Linked DNA regions of Mus musculus: regions 2 and 3 are each linked to region 1. A link is a contact called in public Hi-C and HiChIP or PLAC-seq data. All regions are on one chromosome and are shown on one strand. Each heading gives the region's core, a stretch centred on a gene start, on an enhancer-like site or on the middle of the called end of the contact. The rest is flanking DNA. Distances are from core to core; before and after follow the strand shown. Region 1 has its middle 11 kb from the start of Gm45990. Region 2 has its middle 46 kb from the start of Gm35894. Region 3 has its middle 3.5 kb from the start of Gm36260.

What was found. Hi-C and Micro-C count contacts between places; a contact is called where the count stands out from the background. HiChIP or PLAC-seq counts read pairs in DNA pulled down with a chosen protein or histone mark.
Region 2: a contact with region 1 is called in a Hi-C map of nephron progenitors, with 2.0 times the contacts expected there. The contact joins two enhancer-like sites. A contact is called at or near these places in 2 of 484 Hi-C or Micro-C datasets (cerebellar granule neurons and nephron progenitors).
Region 3: a contact with region 1 is called in an H3K27ac HiChIP or PLAC-seq map of heart atrium, with 5 times the contacts expected there. The contact joins two enhancer-like sites. A contact is called at or near these places in 3 of 484 Hi-C or Micro-C datasets (myocytes, nephron progenitors and uterus) and 2 of 115 datasets of contacts at active chromatin or transcription factors (heart atrium and neural progenitor cells).

What each region holds. Positions count from the first base shown.
Region 1 is chr7:71,022,313-71,025,716 of GRCm38.p6, forward strand. No RefSeq gene overlaps it. Among named protein-coding and RNA genes, the nearest start is that of Gm45990, 11 kb to the right of the region's middle. Within about 2 kb of position 1,514, at least 39 of the 459 cell types and tissues checked have an H3K27ac peak or open chromatin away from gene starts, as enhancers often do. A contact at or near this core is called in heart atrium and nephron progenitors, where this site is marked.
Region 2 is chr7:70,632,005-70,635,408 of GRCm38.p6, forward strand. No RefSeq gene overlaps it. Among named protein-coding and RNA genes, the nearest start is that of Gm35894, 46 kb to the left of the region's middle. Within about 2 kb of position 1,782, at least 67 of the 459 cell types and tissues checked have an H3K27ac peak or open chromatin away from gene starts, as enhancers often do. A contact at or near this core is called in nephron progenitors, where this site is marked.
Region 3 is chr7:71,381,604-71,385,007 of GRCm38.p6, forward strand. No RefSeq gene overlaps it. Among named protein-coding and RNA genes, the nearest start is that of Gm36260, 3.5 kb to the left of the region's middle. Within about 2 kb of position 1,893, at least 77 of the 459 cell types and tissues checked have an H3K27ac peak or open chromatin away from gene starts, as enhancers often do. A contact at or near this core is called in heart atrium and nephron progenitors, where this site is marked.

The DNA.
Region 1 (3,404 bases), core at 264-2,763:
AAGTATGATACTAAACTAGAAGCCTTCATTTTAGTCACCCTACATTTAGTTCATTTTTGTAGTTACTGGCAGGCTGGGGGCATCTTGGAGTCTTATCAAGTGCAATAATGTGTGTCCTTGTGATTAGAGAACCTTTGCTGGTAGCTGCCTGTTACTCAGGAAAGGGAAGAAAATAGGAGTCCTTTCTCCAGTGTTTTTACACAAGGTTTTGTACTTGGCTGGGGCATTAAGAGTACATACAGACCTAGGAGGCAGAGCTGCGGCGTGAGGTGCATTTTCCATATTTACTTCTTAGCTTTGAGTATTGTCAAAGGTGATTCAAGATTTCTTTTATTAGTTTCTAGTAGGTATCTGACCCCCAGGAGATTCCGTGGCATTTTCCATGGAATATCATTTCCCTTTTTCCATCTTAAATTATTTTTCAGTCCAGTTCAGTGTTCTAGGAGTGAGGCTGGCCCCTTACCATGAACGCAGCTGAGCAGGGCACTCCTTTTTGCTTGCCCAGCAGGCTGTGGTGAGCATCCACTTGCTAGTTGGGCTGGCATGCCCTCATCCACTGAGCTACAGACCTAGGGGGGCTGCTGTCCCTCTTCAGAGGGCGATGCAGCTGCCACAGACCATGGTCCCTGACAGCACACTTGGCTCCACTGTCAGACTCAGACTATGTCCTCCCAGCTACCAGGAGACGGAGTAAGTGGTGAGGCATATTTTATTGAACAAGTTTTTAGACCTACTAGTTCATGCTTCCAGTTTTTAAAGTTGCCTTCAAGGAGCATGCGCACTCCTCTCACTCTCGAAACTTCTGCATGCTGGTTTTACTCTCACTGGGAAAAGCAGGGCACGCTCCAACAAATGTCTTCTCTGTCCAGGCACTTCCATCTTAGCTCTGTTTTCTCTCTTTATCATACAAGCAAGGAAAACAAAAACAACCCCCCCCCAAAAAAAAACCCAGAAAACAAAACAAACACCCCCCCCCCAACAAAACAAAACCCAAAAAACCTGCAGGTAAAGAAGGCATGGAACATATTTCTCTCCTTTCCTGCTTCCAGAGCGTTAAATCCACAGAACAAGTCTAATGTACATCCAGGTTATTTATGCTCAGGCACTTCTTAGCCCTCAGAGCTCAAGAGAGATTGTGTATGCCGTGCTACGGAGAGAGGAAGCCGACTCTCTGAAGCGGTTATGAAAATGCAGAGGAAAGGTGTGGAAGGACAGGAGGAAGGGAGGTAGGAAGGGAGAGATGGAGGGGGAGAGAAGGGAGGGGAAAGGGCGGCAGGTCATCCTAGCAGGGAAGAGAGAAAAAGGAGCGGGTGGAAAGAAAGGAGAAGAGCCAGAGGAAAGCATGCCCAGGGCAACCTGCAGGAGCAGAGGCAGGAAAGAAAGCGAGTATTTGCTAAAGGTGCTTTCACCACTCCCCACCCCCTCGATGGGGTGATCCCTGCACACACACTCCAACCCCAGACAAAAGGAACAGGGCAGCTTTAGAGCCTTTGGAGCTGGGGGCTGAGGAGGCGAGGGAAGAGAGGCGCATGATTGATGGAGTTCTGGTTGGCTTATAAAGGGCAGCCGGGAGTGCAGGGAAATAATCAGGGAAAAGGGCGTCCCGTGCCGGCTTTCTCAGAGGGGCGAAATGAATCCTGCTCCTCTGCATTATTAAGTTGTCAGGCGGGCTGATGATGAAAATCTGAAGGTCAGGCATAACAAGAAGCACCTTATGGGGGGGTCACGACCTTTCTGGAAGTGCTACACTCATGTTTATCTGCACCTAACCCTTATCCACAATTCTTCATTTGATAAGAACATTGGGAGAAGGGGAGGCAGGGACGGGTGTGTGTGTGTGGGGGGGGGGGGGGGGAAGGTGTCTCCTCATATGTATAAGCAGTGAGTGAAATTAGGCTTCTGGTGAAACTGATTGTGGAGGCTCAATTCACAGTGAAAGATAATAAACCAGAAGGACACACGAGGGATGCAGGCAGAAATTGTTCGCTACAGTGAAACTCAATAAAGGGAACAAGGGCTTCCCTAAATGACAAATTTGGTACAGCGGTGCTAAAATCAGGATTCTCCCTGGAATTTCAGCGGCTGCAATTCATGCTCGGCAGTACCACTTTTTATTTACTTTGGAGATTTTAATGGCTTGCGGGCACTTTTTGAGGAATGTCTATTTCTTTATCTGCTGGTTTTCAACCAAAGACTGAAGGTGAGGGAGGATCAGGCAGAAATAGTCTATTTGATTGGTAATTGTTTGTTTGTTTTCAGAGTAGAAGTGAAGCCATGGTTCTCAGGCATCTTGCTGCTGTGTGTTGGGGTTGAGAGATTAAGGTTTTCTTTTTCTTTTTCCTTTGAGGGAATCTTTTGCCAGGTGTTCTCCATTTCTTGGGAACTGAGGAAGTGCTTGGGATTCTCAGCTGGGACTCATAGACCAAATCTCAAACTGACGACAAAAATAAACATATCACTTGTAAAAATAACACTGGAACAATTCGCAGTGACACTGCAGGCTCCCAGTGACACTGCCAACCCCAGCTGTTTATCTCTGTTTGTGAGAAAGCATCCCTCAGATCTTGATTCTTTGGCAGCGGTGGGAAAAACACAGCGTTTACAAAAACATTGAGTTTTCAAGGTGGAAATCCATTTGAAAAGACACAGAAAGGGAAAAGCTGGGCAAAATGCAGAAAGACTGAAAATCATTTCCCTATGGAGATGGATATCCCTTGGAAAGAACAGAAAAACGTGTAATTCCCCCTTAAAGTTCTCCTTTTTTTCAATCTACTTTCTGGGAAAACCTGATTTTTTTACCTGAATACCAACTGATAAGCTCACCAGATGATTGCTGCTCCAGAGTCTGACTCTCCTCCTGGATTTATACTCTTATTTGGGGGGGGGGGGGTATTTCAAATATTTTTCTCGGCTTCCTAGAGTTATCTCTATAACCTTTATAAGCTCTGTAAGTTCTCTATGAACTCATATGCAGAAGGACATATCCCAAGGCAAAACCCCACCCAGACACCACAAAAATGAATCCATCATAGTCTCGGGATTCAATGCAGGAATCAAAATTTCACATTTATAATTTGACCAAGGACTGCTCTGGCAGAGCGCCTGTAAAGACCACATCTGTGGTCTCATCTCAGATGCAAGTGTGTGTGTGTCTGAAACGAATCCACCTCTGTGTAGCATCTACATATGTAACACAATTTAAAAGCTGGACTCGTAAAACAGCCCTGGGAGAAAAAAGAAAAAACAAAAAAAAACGAAACGATACACGACAGTAATATTTTACACAAGCCTTATTCATTATTCCCCCCTTCTCCTCATTCTTTTTCCTGAAGACAAAATAGGTTTGTAATCAATGAGAGTGTCTGACGTGGCTAGGTTGACCTAGAAGTGGGAGAGAATAAGAG
Region 2 (3,404 bases), core at 532-3,031, 390 kb before region 1:
AGCAGCTTTGTTGAATCACATGCCCCTTGGCATCATTTTCTGCCTCATAACAGGCCCTAAAACCACTGAAACAACTGAGCACGATCTTAGTGAAACCATTGATATTGTTAGCCAACTGGTGGCTAAAGAGATGGGTCAGCAGCCAAGAGCCATTGCTGCCCTTGCAGAGGACCAGGGTTCACTGGGTGCTTCACCTAACCCAAATCACTATTAATTCTCGTCACAGCACCCCTCTTCCAACTTCCATAGACCTTTGCACACACATGGTGCACAGACAGACAGACAGGCACACATGCATAAATGCATTGTTAAAAAGTTGTAAATGGAAAAATAAGTCAGTTTACTTCATTCAACCTATTATCTTAGGTAGCATGTCAAAGGCACATGACTGCCTAACACAGCAAATGAGAGAAGAGCTACCCAGAAACTAGGAACATGTTGATTTTGTTCTCTTTTTCCTGACTGTGATTTTAGGGTTATAGGTTGCAAACAGCAGACTCCATTCTGTCCAGGAGAGAGAGAGAGAGAGAGAGAGAGAGAGAGAGAGAGAGAGAGAGAGAGTGAGAGAGAGAGAGAGAGGGAGATTTAACAAAGTCTGTGAAATGGTAGCTCTCATTAGGTGACTGGGGAAATAAATTGGAGGCTCAGCTTTCCGAAAGACCTGCCACAAAACTGAATGGAAGCAGTCAGTCCCCATGATGCTCTAATGAACAGGAGACTTAGGGACTTTTCTATAGTCGCGCCTGCTACCTCCATGGATGGATGCTAGGGCTAGTGTGCAAAACTCCGTCTTCTAGCTAAAGCTGCAGGTATGTTTCACCACCCAGATTGAAGACATGGCGAGTCTACTGGGCCCGGAACTCACAGGGAAGTGTCATGGGACAGGCAGCGCAGGAGAGGCTGGGAATGTGAGTTCTGCTTTCCTCCATCGCAGCAGCTATGTGTTCTAGCGTATAGTCTCCATCTTTGCATCTTACACACATGTTAATTCAGCAGGAATACACCTTTCCCATTCTGGACACGGTTCTTGAGAAACCATTCCTGAACATTCTTGGGAAAGTGGTTTCTTAACTTGGACCGCATCACGAGTCAAGCATGGGGGCCTGTTGCTCTCTGAGCAAGTACAGGCGATACTCTTTCCCCCTCTCTTTCTCAGCTGTGCTTCAGCTCCTTGTGTGCAGGACCCCAAGAGTAATTTTTACCTTAGAGGCACGCAGCGAGGATTTAAAGGAGTGTTTATGAAAACCCTTAGCAAACTGCTTCTCTATATTACTAAACTTTCAATACATAGTAATCCTCATGGTAGTTATTCCTCATAAGTCCAGAAATGTACAATCTAAGAAACAAAGACTTATGGCCAAAAGCTAACTTGCAATAAACAACAGTGATAATAATCATAATACATTAATAGGTACCATTGATAATCAAAATGAGTTTTGGCAAGCGTCACACAAATTCCTTTAAGTATTTATTATAAGATACTTCTGTTCATATGTGGGGTTATGTGGTCTAAGCGGAACAACGGGGAAGTTTGAGACTGAGGCTCTCAACCGTTTCCAAAATAAACACTTCCAGGAAGCTGGGTACCCTATGCTTACAGTTCTGGGGTGAGAGACAGGTAGCTCACTCACTCTGTGCTCACCGCAGGAGGTGTGGAGCAGATCAATATGTGGGGAAGTGTTTCCCTTGCACTTTTATTACGTTTGACAGTGATGACAGCGTAGTATTCACTGAACGAAATGACTAATGCACGCACTCTCCCACCCCGGCCTACTGCTGCTATTTTTTGAAACCTCCGGAGTGAAAGGTAGTCATGCAGAAAACATGCCGCTGGCAGGTCTGAATGGCCAGAGCCCAAACTGCCCACGGATTCCAGCTTGTCAGAGCCACAGAGGAGAAGCTACACGAAGTAAAAAGAACAATAGCAACTGAACCTTTATTTTATGTTCAGGAGTGGGTCGAGTGAGCTGGGAAAGACCTGCCTGCTTACAATAGCTGTATTTCCTCATCCTCAATTTGTGGCCAATTTTTTTTAAAAATATCTTTTTATTCGAGCAACTTTTCTCAATCACATTTAGATGCCACCCAGTTCTGCCTGCTGTTCCCTGAGGCACAGATGTTTCCACTTGGATCCGAGGCCCCAGCAGGCAGCTTCCAGATGTTGTGAGGGGGCAGAGGAAGTTCTTTCATTTGTGGTGAAGTTGAGACGCGAAGATCCGCGGACTCATGCGATATTCATCTTCCCACGCAGGGAAACCGGAGCCAAGCCAGTTGTCCACCCCCAGTTACAAGTGGGGTCAGAGATCTGGGGTGAGGCAGTGGGGCCTCTTCGGCTGGAGTTTTATAACAGTGGTGCTGAGTTCCAAAATACCTACCAGTTTCTGGTTAGCGCTTTGCAGCCCTTTCTGTTTGCTTGAAGGGCATATCATGGAACAGAAAAAGGAAGCTACAGGCATGTCTGGAGTAGCTCTCCTGTGTTTCTGGTCCACACTGCCGTTATCAGCAGCACAGCCATTTCCCTAGTAGACACCTGCATTCCTTCCTAAATGTTCACCTTGGACCATGCTTCTAAAGAGTACAAAGGTTTTTCACTTTGTTTAAGGACAGAGTCGTTGCTCAGTGGGTAAGAGCACCGACTGCGGATCCAAAGGACCCCGGTTCAAAACCCAGCTCCTGCTTGGTGGCTCCTAGCCACCTACACTGTCACGAATCTCTGAGATCCTTGCTTGCTGGACTCAGATGCACACCCTCTATGTGCCTATTCAGCATGCCTATACATACCAGAATGGTATATATGGGGTTAGAGGGTGAGCTCTTTGCACCAATTTTTTGCTTTCTCCACTCTAGACCTTCCCATGAGCATCACCCGTTCCCAAGGCTCACATATTCGGCAAAACCTTTCTTTCTCCGCTCCGAGTGAAATTACCAATGCTCTAATGAGTATCTAACTTCTTTTCCCATTTTGAGCCCTTCTGTATCACCATCTGACCTAACTAAGGCTGTTTGTTTACTCCCTCTTGTCCGCCATTCCCCAGTAGATTGCAAACTCTGTGTGCCGCACACTTGCCGTTTCTCTCTCTATGGCCAAGAACCATTCGAAGCACAAGCTGCACGCTCACTTGATAAAAGCAAGGGTGAACAAATGCAGTTATCATTATTGCTTTATGTTTTCTTATCATCTATAAAAGACATGCTCACACCCACAGACACTGAGAGGGCCATGAACATAGCTTGCTGCTGTATCTATTATCTCAAAGACTGAGGCAAGGAGTGGTGAGAGTAAGCTGCTTCTTATGTCTTTAGAGCAAATCCTCCCTCAGCAAAAAGGCTGCTCTCTTGCTGTTTTTCTGGAAGGAGCCAGTTCAGCTAGCTAGCTCACTTTAAAAACAAATAATTAGCTGAAT
Region 3 (3,404 bases), core at 643-3,142, 360 kb after region 1:
TAGGCTTGTAACCCGGGAGGAGAGGTGAGGGGCTTTGGTAGCCTCGATATCACCAAGCAATACCAACAATGTTAGGCTCACCGGAACACATGATACAAACCGGAAACCACCGGGATGTCTACTGATTTGTGTATGGTTTGGACATCAGCTACTGTTTTACAGAATGCAGGGCTCCTGCTCAGTGGGCTGATGCTTGGCGACATTCTCACTAGATGGTTTTACATTTTTGAAGTTAAACAATTCATCTAAGAATTTGAACTTGGTTCCACGGTGTTTTGTTTTGTTTTGTTTTGTTTTGTTTTGTTTTGTTTTGTTTTGTTTTTGATGTTGTTTAGGGTTGATCTTAATTTTCCAAGTTCTGTGAGGAGTTTAAGCAAAGCCGAACAGGAAGACAAAGCACCCAAGTGTGCAAGGCAGGGAGGGGCTCACAATAAATAACTCTTTTGTTGAGACGTTAACTTCTAATTCCCTGAGATAAGCTGATTTTTTTTTTAGGATGATGATGCATCTCCACGATGGGCATTGGTCACCTTCTTCTGCTCTGATTAATGGTCAGAGGAGGAAAACCAAAATCTTCCAATTTAGCCTATTGCAAAATTATATGTCTGACCGGGACAGCAAAGCATCTTAAACATTTTTGGAAAAGAGAAGCGGATTTGATCATTTCCACGAAAACCTTTGCTAATGTGATTGTGTTTAACTCTTGGAGTCCCTTTATCTGCCAGGTGGCTGGATTGATTAAGGACAGCCAAGGGTATGGGTTCCCACCTGAAGAAATTTATCAAGGATTGATCAGCAAGGGACTTGATTTACAAAGGCATGGGTGGAGAAGGGCATGCGTTCAGTAGGATTTCTCACTATGTAGATTAAGAAGGTATTTTTAAAATGATAGCCACAAGTTTCCTCACATCTGTAATAATGTGTGCATGAAACAGCAGAATCTTCCAAGACATTCGGAGGAGGTTGGAAACCCCCCCCCCCCCCACACACACACACTGCTATATTTAAAACAAATATCTCTTCCCTGCCCCCACTCTTTGTAACTTGAATTCAGGGAAGCAGAAATAACTCATAAGCTTTGCCTGATATGAGTTTGTTTGGTTTTCATGCCTTGTATTGCATTGCAAATTGCTCTGCAGAAAAGAAAAGAAATGGGGGCGGAGGGAACTGCTGGTATTAGCTTTAAAGAACGGCTACAAACATACTCACATCCTATGAATTCTAAGTTTTATTGCAGCCAGTGTCTAACTTGCAGCTAAGTAAGGTAGACCATCATATCCATGCATTTATAATGGGTCGTGTACAAAGATGTGCTATATACTGGTAGTGTATATATGAAACAGACCCATTGTGTTCAAGACATGTGAGCCCTAAGCAATGTGATTCCAGTGATAGGCTATGTCCATTTTGCAGATGGGGAAATTGAGATGAAACAGACTAGCACCAGGAGGAGTGCCATCAATACTCAGATAATAGAAAAAAATCAGCTAAAAGGCTGGGTGCCTTGGACATCAGAAAACAGACATAAATATCTCCAGACATAAAAATCTCCAGTATTCAGGCCGTCTTGCCAAAAGTGTACACAAGACAGGATGGTTGGAAACGTTAAATGCAAATTAAATCTTGGAGCTAGGAATAAGAGCAATCATAATAAACCCATTTTCCTAGGTCCGTCCGACAGCGGCCCTTTTGTGAGCACAGAGCAGACAGACTCTAAAGAAACAACGCAGCCGATTTGAACTTTCCTCAGGCTGCAAAGTGTGCCTGCAAAAGCAAGCGGCTTCCAGACTACAGTAAGAAACAGCTCCCAGCAGCCTGGCTCACAAGCACTGAGCAGTCACCAATCCTTCCCGTTTGAGCATCTTTGGTTTTTGCCTGCAAGAGGCAAAGCAGGGAGCTGGCTCTGTAATGTCCTCCTAGTGCTGGCACAGTTCTGCGCTTCCCCTGGAACACACGGCCTCCCCCAGCTCGCCTCCGCACTTTTGTTTTATTTACGAATATGTTGCCAGAATTCCAATGAGTTATCTATTCTGCGCCCCGTCATTTTCCCACCGAGGCCTTGTCGCCGGCTGACTCAGGGTCCAGTCGCAACAGTGAGAAGAAAAGAAGACAGCGAAAGAATTCTTTTCAACTTTTTTTTTTTTTTTTTTTTTTTTTTTTATGTTTCACTCATTTCTGTCTCTGTCTCCTCCCGGGCCTCCTCCCCTCCTCTGCCCCCTCCAACCTCCAGGCCTCCCCCAGCCTCCTAGGCCCTCCTTCGCCCCTTTATGTTACACGATCGCTCAAATTGAAGCTCAGGAGGGTCCTATAGGGAATGCATAGGAACCCTGGGAGAAAAAAGCCCCAACAAGCTATACACCAGATGTATAATGTTATATGGTCAAACTGGCAAACACAAAGGCTCAAAAACAAAAGGCGTGAATTAGGGAGAGGCATTCAAAGGCGTGTTTTCAAAACAGCCAGCCAAGAGCCAGGATCCCCCTCCTGAGACTAAATGCTTGAAAGAAAAGGTGCTAAAGAAAGAAAGGAAAAGAAAAAAAATTTAAAAGCCCATTTTTTCTAATTAGCTGAGGCCTAACAGGGCCCTGAATTTAGCAACTAGTTTTCATCAAGGGGGCTGTGCCTGCGAATCTGGAAAAGATGCTTTGAAACCTATGATGTAGGCCTTCTTCCAACCAAAGCTAGGCTGGGTCCTTGGGTTGTTTGTTTGTTTGTTTGTTTTGTCTTTTTTTTTTTTTTTTTTTTTTGTGCTACTCCTGGCTTTGCTTTTGTGGATCTACCTTGCTTCATATCACATTGAGTCCCCCTTTTTTTCCGCCCACATCCTTTTCCCCTAATGCAAATATTAGCTGGGTATTATAAAAAGAAAAAATAAGCAGAAGAGAAAGCCACAGAGGGGCTCTCTGGCTCTCCTGGTTCTCCTTGCCAGTCACAGTGTAGAACTGCTAAGCAATTCATTCTATCTCTGTACAGAGCACCCAAGGCTTTAGGGAAAGGTGTCACCTCAGAATGTCTGCCTGCTCCTGTGTGCCTGGCTGGGTGCTCTCTGTAAACACTGGTCTTGGACATAAAAGGCTCTCCACCACTGTGAATTTAGACTCTGGAGCCTGATCTCTGGCTGAGGGGGTTGTTGTTTGTTGTTGTTGCTGTTGTTGTTTGATGCGGTTAGGCAAGGTTTTCAAGGCTGTAAGGTATATGGCAGCCCAGCTGTTTGCTCCCTAACCTTGGAACCTTGGCAAAGGACACACACTGACAGAGGCAGTTTTACATTTTATTGTCTTCCTAACTTGTTCAAAAAAGAGGGTGAGGCATGGACTGAACCTCTGCTGCCTGACAAATTATGAATTTGAATTCTTCAAACACATTTTCAATAAGAAAATAAAATAGGACTGGTAGGTGACAGT